Linked DNA regions of Sus scrofa: all the other regions are linked to region 3. A link is a contact called in public HiChIP or PLAC-seq data. All regions are on one chromosome and are shown on one strand. Each heading gives the region's core, a stretch centred on a gene start, on an enhancer-like site or on the middle of the called end of the contact. The rest is flanking DNA. Distances are from core to core; before and after follow the strand shown.

Region 1 (2,700 bases), core at 178-2,677, 160 kb before region 3:
GATGCAAAGAACTGTAAAGTCATGCTCCAGGGCCTGGGTTCGAGTCCCAGCTCTGTGACTTTGGGCAAATTGCTCACTGTTTCTCTGATTCTCAGTTCCCCATGGGGAAGACTGAGGCACTGTCTGGGGAGGACCCAATCAGGGGTTGGGGTCCAGGCCAGTCTCGGCCTCACTGGGTACGGAAACAATCCTTCCTCCACTTCCCCAACCTTTTGCCTTGGGACACCTCAGGGTCTTAACTAGTGCTGTTCCCTCTGCCTTCCAGCTTCTCCCTAAGGTTGTCCTCAGAACACCTCTCCCCACAAGGGCCAGCTGCTCAGGCAGGTGACCCACTGCCCTACAACTGCTTTTTCCACTTAATACGATATCTTGGCGGTCTTTCCATGTCAACAAAGCATCCCAGGATCTGCAGGGTTATTTACTGAACCATTCTGTCTTTTTGGGTAATTTCCAAATTTTGCTGCAATTTCCAATCCTTTTACTTACATAATCTGCACTCCACATTCCAATGGGCTTTTGTTTTAGAGTTTCTGATTTGAGCAAGGAAACATTTTAGGGTCTAACAAATTGCATTTGTTATGCTGTTTTCTATTTTTCTCTGTATGTGTGAAATGGTCCACCATGAAGAAAAAAGAAGGAAAGGAGAAAATACCATGCACTGTTCCTCCTGGGGACGTTCACGGTCCTCCCCACCCTTGTGGTTACACACAGCATCTCCCCCGAAGAGGTTCATGAGATGTTGACCCACCATCCCCAGCTTACAGAGAACCATGTGACCCAGGTTCTGCTCATCAGAACCTGCCAACCCACAATGGCTGCTTTAGGGGCATGAGATCCAAACTCAACCAATCAGAGGCCGCCTTGAGATGCTGGCTAGAGTGATGGGGAATTGGCAGAGGGAATAACTGGGCCATTGGTCTGAGTCTAGGGCCCCTGAGGCCACAACAGGGGAGACTGCTGAGGAGACAACCCATCAAGGAGGAAAAAAAGAAACAAAACATTGTTCAGGTGCCTGGATTAAGCTACACCTGAAGGTAGACCCATAAACTTTCCATTTAAATTTTCTTGTTGAAGGTTCCAGCCCCTTACACTCCATTTTTTTGTCACTTGTATGCAACAGTCTTTCCAGCTGTCCCTACTCATCAACAATATTCTACTTAAAGGGTGTCAAGCCCCAGAGTCACAGCAATGTGGACAAGGGCGTTGGATGACCTTCCCCCCCACCCGACCTCAGCTCCAAGTTGCAGGAGGAAGGGAAAGAAGGGAGGGGCAGAAAATGAGGAAGTGGGTTGTTTACAAACTGGGCTTGCTCTCCAGCTGCTGTTGCGAAACTCTGGGGCTGGAAGGGCACTCTGGGAGACTGGGCTGGGGGTCAGGGTGGGTGGGTGGGTGGGTCCATCCCTCTGCTCTGCCCACCGCCCATCCTGAGGGGCTCTTCCCACAGAATGACAGAGGTGGCAGGCAGGTCCAGCAGCCCATCTACTCTTGGTACAAAGTCTAGGGGAAGATAATCACAGCACTGTGGCGGGGGAAGTGGGGGGAGAGAAGGGCGTGGACGGCTTCCCTTTGTTCAGCTGGGCCACTGCCCACTTGGCAGATAGGACCTGTGGGAGCTCCCCCCCCACCCCGTTCCACCCTCATAAAAGAACCCCAGAGCCCTGCCCTGGGCCATTGTTGAGGCCACAGCAGCATCATGGCAGACCGCTCCGGGCACCTGGCAGCCCTGATCCTCCTCGGAGCAGCTGTATGTGGTGAGTGGACCCGGGACTGGGGTGCCAGCTGGGGGCCCCTAGCCTGCAGCGCAGTCAGCCATGGACCCCTCCGCTCAAGAGGATGGCCCTCCAGCCCCACTAGGTGGGCAGAGAGGGGGCAGGGTCCACATGAACAGAAGGCTCTGAAAACCAAGCAATTCTCAAAACTTTGAATCTAGTGAGTTCAGAGAGCCTCTGGTTCTACAACAGAAAGCCCAGGCTGGGAGCAAACGGCTGGCAGGATGTTGGGTCTGATCAGCCCCACTTGTCTGTGTCTATATTGAAGTTCTAGGGCCCAGTGTGTAGGTACGCGGAGTCTGCCCCAGACTGTCACTCCCCACCGCCCGGTCTGTCTTCTTCAGCATCCCTCCCTGGGCCCCCAGAGTTTGCAACTCTTTGGGGAGGATCCCAAGGAAGGAATTTCAGTCTGAGGGTGCCAGAGCCGCTCTCTTAGAGGGAATCTGAGGTCTGGGCTGCAGTCACCCTCACTCGGACCTGCATCCTCCAGTGGCACAGCCCCGTGGCCGGATCCTGGGTGGCCAGGAGGCCAAGTCCCACGAGAGACCCTACATGGCATCGGTGCAGGTGAACGGCAAGCACGTGTGCGGAGGCTTCCTGGTGTCTGAGCAGTGGGTGCTGAGTGCAGCACACTGCCTGGAGGACGTGTGAGTGGCCCAGGACCAAGAGCGGAATGGGGGAATTGGGTGTCGGGTGGGGACATGGCTCTGATGTGAGCCCACTCCACTTCCAGGGCCGAGGGGAAGCTGCAGGTTCTCCTGGGTGCGCACTCCCTGTCACAGCCCGAGCCCTCGAAGCGCCTGTACGACGTGCTCCGCGCCGTGCCCCACCCAGACAGCCAGCCTGACACCATCGACCATGATCTCCTCCTGCTGAAGGTCTGCTAAGTCTAGCCGCAGTCCCTCCAGCTGCACTGGGGGCTGCGCTGCCC
Region 2 (2,700 bases), core at 91-2,590, 140 kb before region 3:
TGCAGCCTGGAGGAAGGATATCCCAGGCAGGGGGAACAGCCAGTGCAAAGGCCCAGAAGCTGGACCAAGCCCAGGGTCATCAAGGAGCGGCAGGGGGCCCATGTTGCTGGAACTGAGTGAGAGGAAGGGAGGGGTAAAGTGAGGGTGGGGTGGGTCATGCAGGGCCTGCGCTTTCACCCTGAGTGAGGTGGGAGCCCCAGGGGAGCTGAGACCTTCTTATGTTTCACACACCCCTCTGGCTGTCTGGAGAGAAAGGCTTAGGGACAGGGTGGGGGTGACCATGCCAGTCCAGGTGAACAATGATGGGGACCATGAAGCAGTGAGGAGAGGTGGGACTGCTCTATCCTTAGAGAAGCCTTTGGCAGAGGCAAGGAGGCAGGATGGGGGGCAGGCAGCAGCTTGGTGCAGCACTTCAAAGGTAACAACCGCAACGGAAACAATGAACATTTCCACCTGCTGTCTATGTGCCGGGCATTGATTACGGTTATTTTCACCGTTACCAGAACCCAATGAGACTGTATGACCAACCCATCTTTCTCAATCACTTCCCCCAGGCCTCCCGCTTCCTCAAGCCTTGGCCAGGAACCCCAAGGCCCTGCCCAGAGGCCCCTTCAGCAGTCTTTAAGCTCTGCCCTCAAAGCTCTCCAGCCCCGCCCCCTACAATATTTGCTTTCCAGACCCCAGTCCCAATTTGCCCCTTGTGTTCCCAGGGATAGCTTAAATTTGTTCTCTCCCCAGGGTCTCCCAAACAACTCGCCTCCCTATAACCACCTCCAAATTCCCAACCCTCCAAGTCCCGCCTCTTTTTGCCACTTCAGGCTCCACCCCAGGGACCACTACCCAATAGCCAGGTGCTGGTCTCCAGTGGCCGCCTTCCAGCCCACCAGAATCCCCAGGCCCCTCCCCAGGAAAATACAGCCTTAGACCTCCCAACCCCTGATCAGGTTCCAGGCCCAGCCCCGATTTTCCCCAGCTCGGAGTGCCCGGATTCCCAGACGCCTCAGACTTTCCCCCAAGTTTCCGTCGCGACCCCCCCCCCCCGCCCAACGTGCTCCCGGGCGCGTACCCAGCACCCCTTGCTCTCCAGGCCCGCCCTCTAACCCTACAGGCCCCGCCCCCGGCCCGCTAGTCGCCGCCGCGGCCGTAGGCACCGTCCTGAGGCCGGCCCAACGCCCAAGTCCCCAGTCCCCGCTCACCGGGACGGCCTGTTCTCCCAGCCGAGCGGACGGCCACGGCCTGCACTCCACCTATCGGCGCGGCTACGGCACCGCCATCTTCCCCGGATCAACGAGTCGCCCACGTAGCGCGGCCGTTTCCCGGAGACTTCTGGGACAGCAGCGGCTCCGGCCCCGCCCCACTACCGATATAATTTGCATACATACATTGATAGTTTCCCAACAGCCACCCGAATTATATTTCGTGAAAGAACACTTTCTCAACTTCAGTGAGTAGCCTCATTCTGTTAAGCTATTGTTGCACTGATATCAGAAAAGAAGAGACAAGTTACTGAGTATTTTTCTTCTAAACGGAATTCACCCTTAGCGTAAAGTATTTTATACTCCGCCCTATAAATAGCGGTCGGGTTAACCCCGGTGTCGTGCTCGCTTCGGCAGCACATATACTAAAATTGGAACGATACAGAGAAGATTAGCATGGCCCCTGCGCAAGGATGACACGCAAATTCGTGAAGCGTTCCATATTTTGCTTTTCCTTGCTTCTTTTCCCCGTAAGCAAGACGGCTTAACCAGTCGTGGGCTTCTCTGGATTCACTCGTCTCCCGCTATCAAAAGCTGGTTCTTTTTCTGTCGGGCTCTCCCCAGTTGGGAAAGTCTTTTCTAGGAAGACCTCCTGATATTTCGGGGAAGGTGTACTGGGCTGCAGTTAGCGCCTGGGCAAAGGTATGGGGGCCGGGCTCAGGGAATCGGAGTGGGAAGAAAACAGCCAGCTAGGGGCAGCCGCAGGACCGAGTCTGTGTGTCAGTGCAGGAGGCCTGTGGAGTCCCCTAGAGCCACCACACCCGCGCCCTGAAGTCCAGACTGGCCTCCAGGCACCAGAAATTCGGTCCCCTTCACAGGTGGGAGCCTCCAAGCTGGTTAATCCAGTATCTCCTGATGTCCTCTGAGCCATTTGGATTTCCATTATTTAGCATCTGTGTTTAAAACTTTTTAAAATGCCTGTTAAAATGGAACTCAGCACACTTAGCACCCAGTTCTTGGTTTCTAAACGTTGCCCCAGTGAAAGGAACTGGGCTCCTGGGCGAAATGCCTGGTTCTAGAAGGCAGCACAAATATGCAGAGGAGCCCGGTGCTCAAATAAATAAATACCCCGCCTCAGTGAGACAGGAATCACTGAAAGAGCTCCCAGTATCCAAACCTGGAACAATCTGAGCAACAAAATGAAAGGATATTGTGTTGTAACCCAAACAAGAAAGCGAATGTCCAGGCGTCTGTACTGATATAAACAGTTAAATAAATAAATACACAGGGGGAAAGAGACAAATGTCACCTGCAGGATTCCCAGTAATTGAGGCAGATAATCCATCTTCAGGGAAATGGAGATCAGGGTGAGGTTCAACAGTGAGGAGCCCTGTGGACAGCAGGGACCCCTGATTGGGGCCAGGTGAGAAGGGCAATCAGGATAAAAGCAGATAACCCAGGGTGACACAATTTAAAGACACTGGTAGGAGGCCGCATAAAGATG
Region 3 (2,700 bases), core at 201-2,700:
TATGGCTGAGACCGTGCTCTGAGCCTCCCTCCTCTGTGGAGCTGGTGGGAGGCCCTGGGAGTGAAGAAGGCAGGACAGAGGGGTGGGACACCGGACCCAGACTCCCTGGAGGAAATAAAGAAAAGCTGATGTGAAGCAGTGTGCACGTGTGCCCATGCTCCAGGCTGCATGCCTGTCCACAAATGGTTCTCTGTATACGTTTCTGCCACCCGAGTGTGTGGAGGCATGGGCGTGGGGACACAGATGCAGTATGAAGTATGCGCGAGGGTCAGTGTCTCTGCAGTGGCTGCTGTGTGCCTGCCTGGGGCTCCTAGCCAACTGAACTCCTAGCTGTGAAGGGCTCTGCGGTGGCCTGGGGATGTCACACGTGCAGTGCAGGTGTGCCCTTAAGAGCCTGGACCCTGGACCCCAAGCCCCTAAGTGGCCACATGGTTCTGGCGCCTGAGGGCGGTACCTGTGAGTGGCTGGTTATGAAGTGGGCATGAGGTCAGGGCTCAGGAATGTCTGGGGCAGCTGGAGGAGCCCGGCAGGGGTGGCCTGGACCTCAGGCCTCCTAGCCAGGCCAGAAGCCCATCCACCAGCCAGCCGTTGCCCCCAATCCTGGCCTTCAGAGCCATGAGTGGTGGTCAGAGGATCCTTAAGGGACTTCTGGGCTGGGTCTGTGGATGGACCTGGGCCTGGAGAGCCAGGTTTGGCATGAGGGGCTGTGGCCTGCATGCCCTTTGCCCTGGAGATCGTCCCCTCCCACTGGAGGTCAGTGGGGGCCAGTGTTGGGAAGGGTGGAGGGACTGGGGTTTGGGGATTTGTGGATGAGACTCTGGAAGGAGAGGGGAGAAGGCTCAGAGTTGGGGGCTCAAGAGAAGAGATGGTCACAGGGGAGGGGGGTGCCGGGAGGGGAGAATGAGGTGGGGAACTGTACCCACCGCTCTGGCCCCAGTTCTGAGAGTGGCCATGGCTGGGATGGGAGGAGACGGTGAGGTGGCCTGAGGCATTTTATCAGCCCTGCTGCTGGCCAGTGGTCCGGTGGCCAGGGGTCAGTGCGTGTGCCCAGGATGTAGAATGCGGCTGGGGGGAGCTGGGCTGAGGCCAATGCAGGTGGGGCACAGGGGGGTGACCGCTCTGCCCTACTCTGGCCCAGCCCTGGGCCCAACAGGGGCTCTCCAGAGGACGCAGGGTGGGCACACCCATGAGGGAACAGCAACTGGAGGGCGGGTGTGTCTGTATCCGTTTCATCTGGGGAGCTTGGTGGTTTCTGAGCACGTGTTAGGACCAAGTCCGTGTCGCTGTGTGTCACTGTGCACGCGTGTCTGCTCTGCTGGGTGATTTAGGTCTTCCGAGTGAAGGTCAGCGTCTCTAGTGGCCGCCGTGTGCCTGCCTGGGGCTCGTCTGGGGCCAGCACCAGGCAGGGGAACCTCATCTCACATGCGCGCGCAGGGCTACTGAAAGCGGAAGCTAGGGGCGGGGCCCAGGACCCCACCTTCAAGCCCACTGTGCGGAGGGGCAGGCTGAGGCCCAGGCCTGAGAGGATTAGGGGCGGGTCTGCGTCACCGCCTCCGGAGGCCTTTTCCTGTGGGGGGAAGCGCTGCCAATGAGGGCTGGGCCTGTCACGTGGGCCTGACAGCTGGGGAGGGGGTGGCCGGTGACAATGTGGTCCTGAGGCCACCAACATCAGGAGCTGCAGCGCTGAGACCCCCGGCCCGCCGCCCTCGGGCCCTTCGGGGCTGCTGGGCACGGCCCCACCATGTTCTCCAGGAAGAAGCGAGAGCTCATGAAAACCCCATCCATCTCAAAAAAGAACCGGGCGGGAAGCCCCTGCCCACAGCCCTCGGGGGTGAGTGAACCTCCACTGGGAGCGCGGAGCAGGCAGGGAACCTTGGAGCGCCCCCTGGACAGCAGGGGGACAGGGTGGGGGGGGTCACCCTGTGCTCAGGCCGCCGGGCAGGGCCAGGCAGTGCCATGCTGGGCCAGCAGCAGAGGGCTCGAGCCAGCTACAGCCCCCATCGGGCTGGACAGCAGGGGCCACGCAGGATGGGCCGGGACCCCAGTGTTCAGCTCACGGTAGGAGCCCTGTGGGAGGCCACCACACCACCATCCTATCCAGGGCTGGTTGTGGGGTCCCGGGAGTGTGCCGGGCGGGTGTAGGGGTGTGAGCACATTGGGTCTGGGACTCTAGGGTAGGGGCTCAGAACTGGGGGCCTCCAGGCACCATTAGATTTGAGAGCCATGGCACTGCCATGGGCAGAAGGTTTATAGGGAGCAGAGTGTGGGATGAGACCCATGGGCACAGGGCCTGGGTGTAAATTTTGGGGGCGTCCGTGAGACTCGGGGGCCTGCTGAACCTTTAGAGTTCAGGCTTCAAGGTATCATTACCAATGAGTCTGTGTGCCTGCAGTGACCTGGCCTGAGGGCAGCTAAGGAGACCCTAGCCCTCCCTACCCTCTCAGGAAGTGGGGTGCCCCTCCCCCGCACCCCTGCAGGCACCGCCCCTGGCTGTGGTTTGGGGCAGAGACGGTTGTTTGTGAAAGCTCTGGGGAAGAGGATGTTGGGTAACAGGTGTGGGAGGGGCATGACACCAAATCTCAGCCCTCTGACCTGTGGCCTTTGCCCCTGTGGAGTCAGGCTGAAGACCCTCCAGAGCCCCACTTCACCTCTGGGGAAACTGAGGCAGGGCCTGGGGTCGGGGGAACACCTGCTGTACCA

The links. HiChIP or PLAC-seq counts read pairs in DNA pulled down with a chosen protein or histone mark.
Region 1: a contact with region 3 is called in an H3K27ac HiChIP or PLAC-seq map of alveolar macrophages. The contact joins the promoter of CFD here to the promoter of ARHGAP45 in region 3. A contact is called at or near these places in 2 of 47 Hi-C or Micro-C datasets (embryonic fibroblasts and epiblast stem cells) and 1 of 2 datasets of contacts at active chromatin or transcription factors (alveolar macrophages).
Region 2: an H3K27ac HiChIP or PLAC-seq map of alveolar macrophages shows a contact between it and region 3. The contact joins the promoter of MED16 here to the promoter of ARHGAP45 in region 3. A contact is called at or near these places in 2 of 5 promoter capture datasets (fetal liver and liver), 3 of 47 Hi-C or Micro-C datasets (embryonic fibroblasts, epiblast stem cells and liver) and 1 of 2 datasets of contacts at active chromatin or transcription factors (alveolar macrophages).

Annotation. Positions count from the first base shown.
Region 1 is chr2:77,510,715-77,513,414 of Sscrofa11.1, reverse strand. CFD (complement factor D) reads left to right here and starts at 1,427. Exons shown (of 5, transcript XM_013994801.1): 1 at 1,427-1,751; 2 at 2,260-2,416; 3 at 2,503-2,647. The coding sequence starts at 1,694. All of the region lies in intron 15 of MED16 (mediator of RNA polymerase II transcription subunit 16), which reads right to left.
Region 2 is chr2:77,489,593-77,492,292 of Sscrofa11.1, reverse strand. MED16 (mediator of RNA polymerase II transcription subunit 16) reads right to left here and starts at 1,340. Exons shown (of 16, transcript XM_005661362.3): 1 at 1,197-1,340.
Region 3 is chr2:77,354,644-77,357,343 of Sscrofa11.1, reverse strand. It overlaps ARHGAP45 (minor histocompatibility protein HA-1), which reads left to right and starts at 1,450. Exons shown (of 23, transcript XM_003353961.4): 1 at 1,450-1,831. The coding sequence starts at 1,742. It overlaps ABCA7 (ATP-binding cassette sub-family A member 7), which reads left to right. Exons shown (of 47, transcript XM_013994807.2): 47 at 1-183. The coding sequence ends at 22.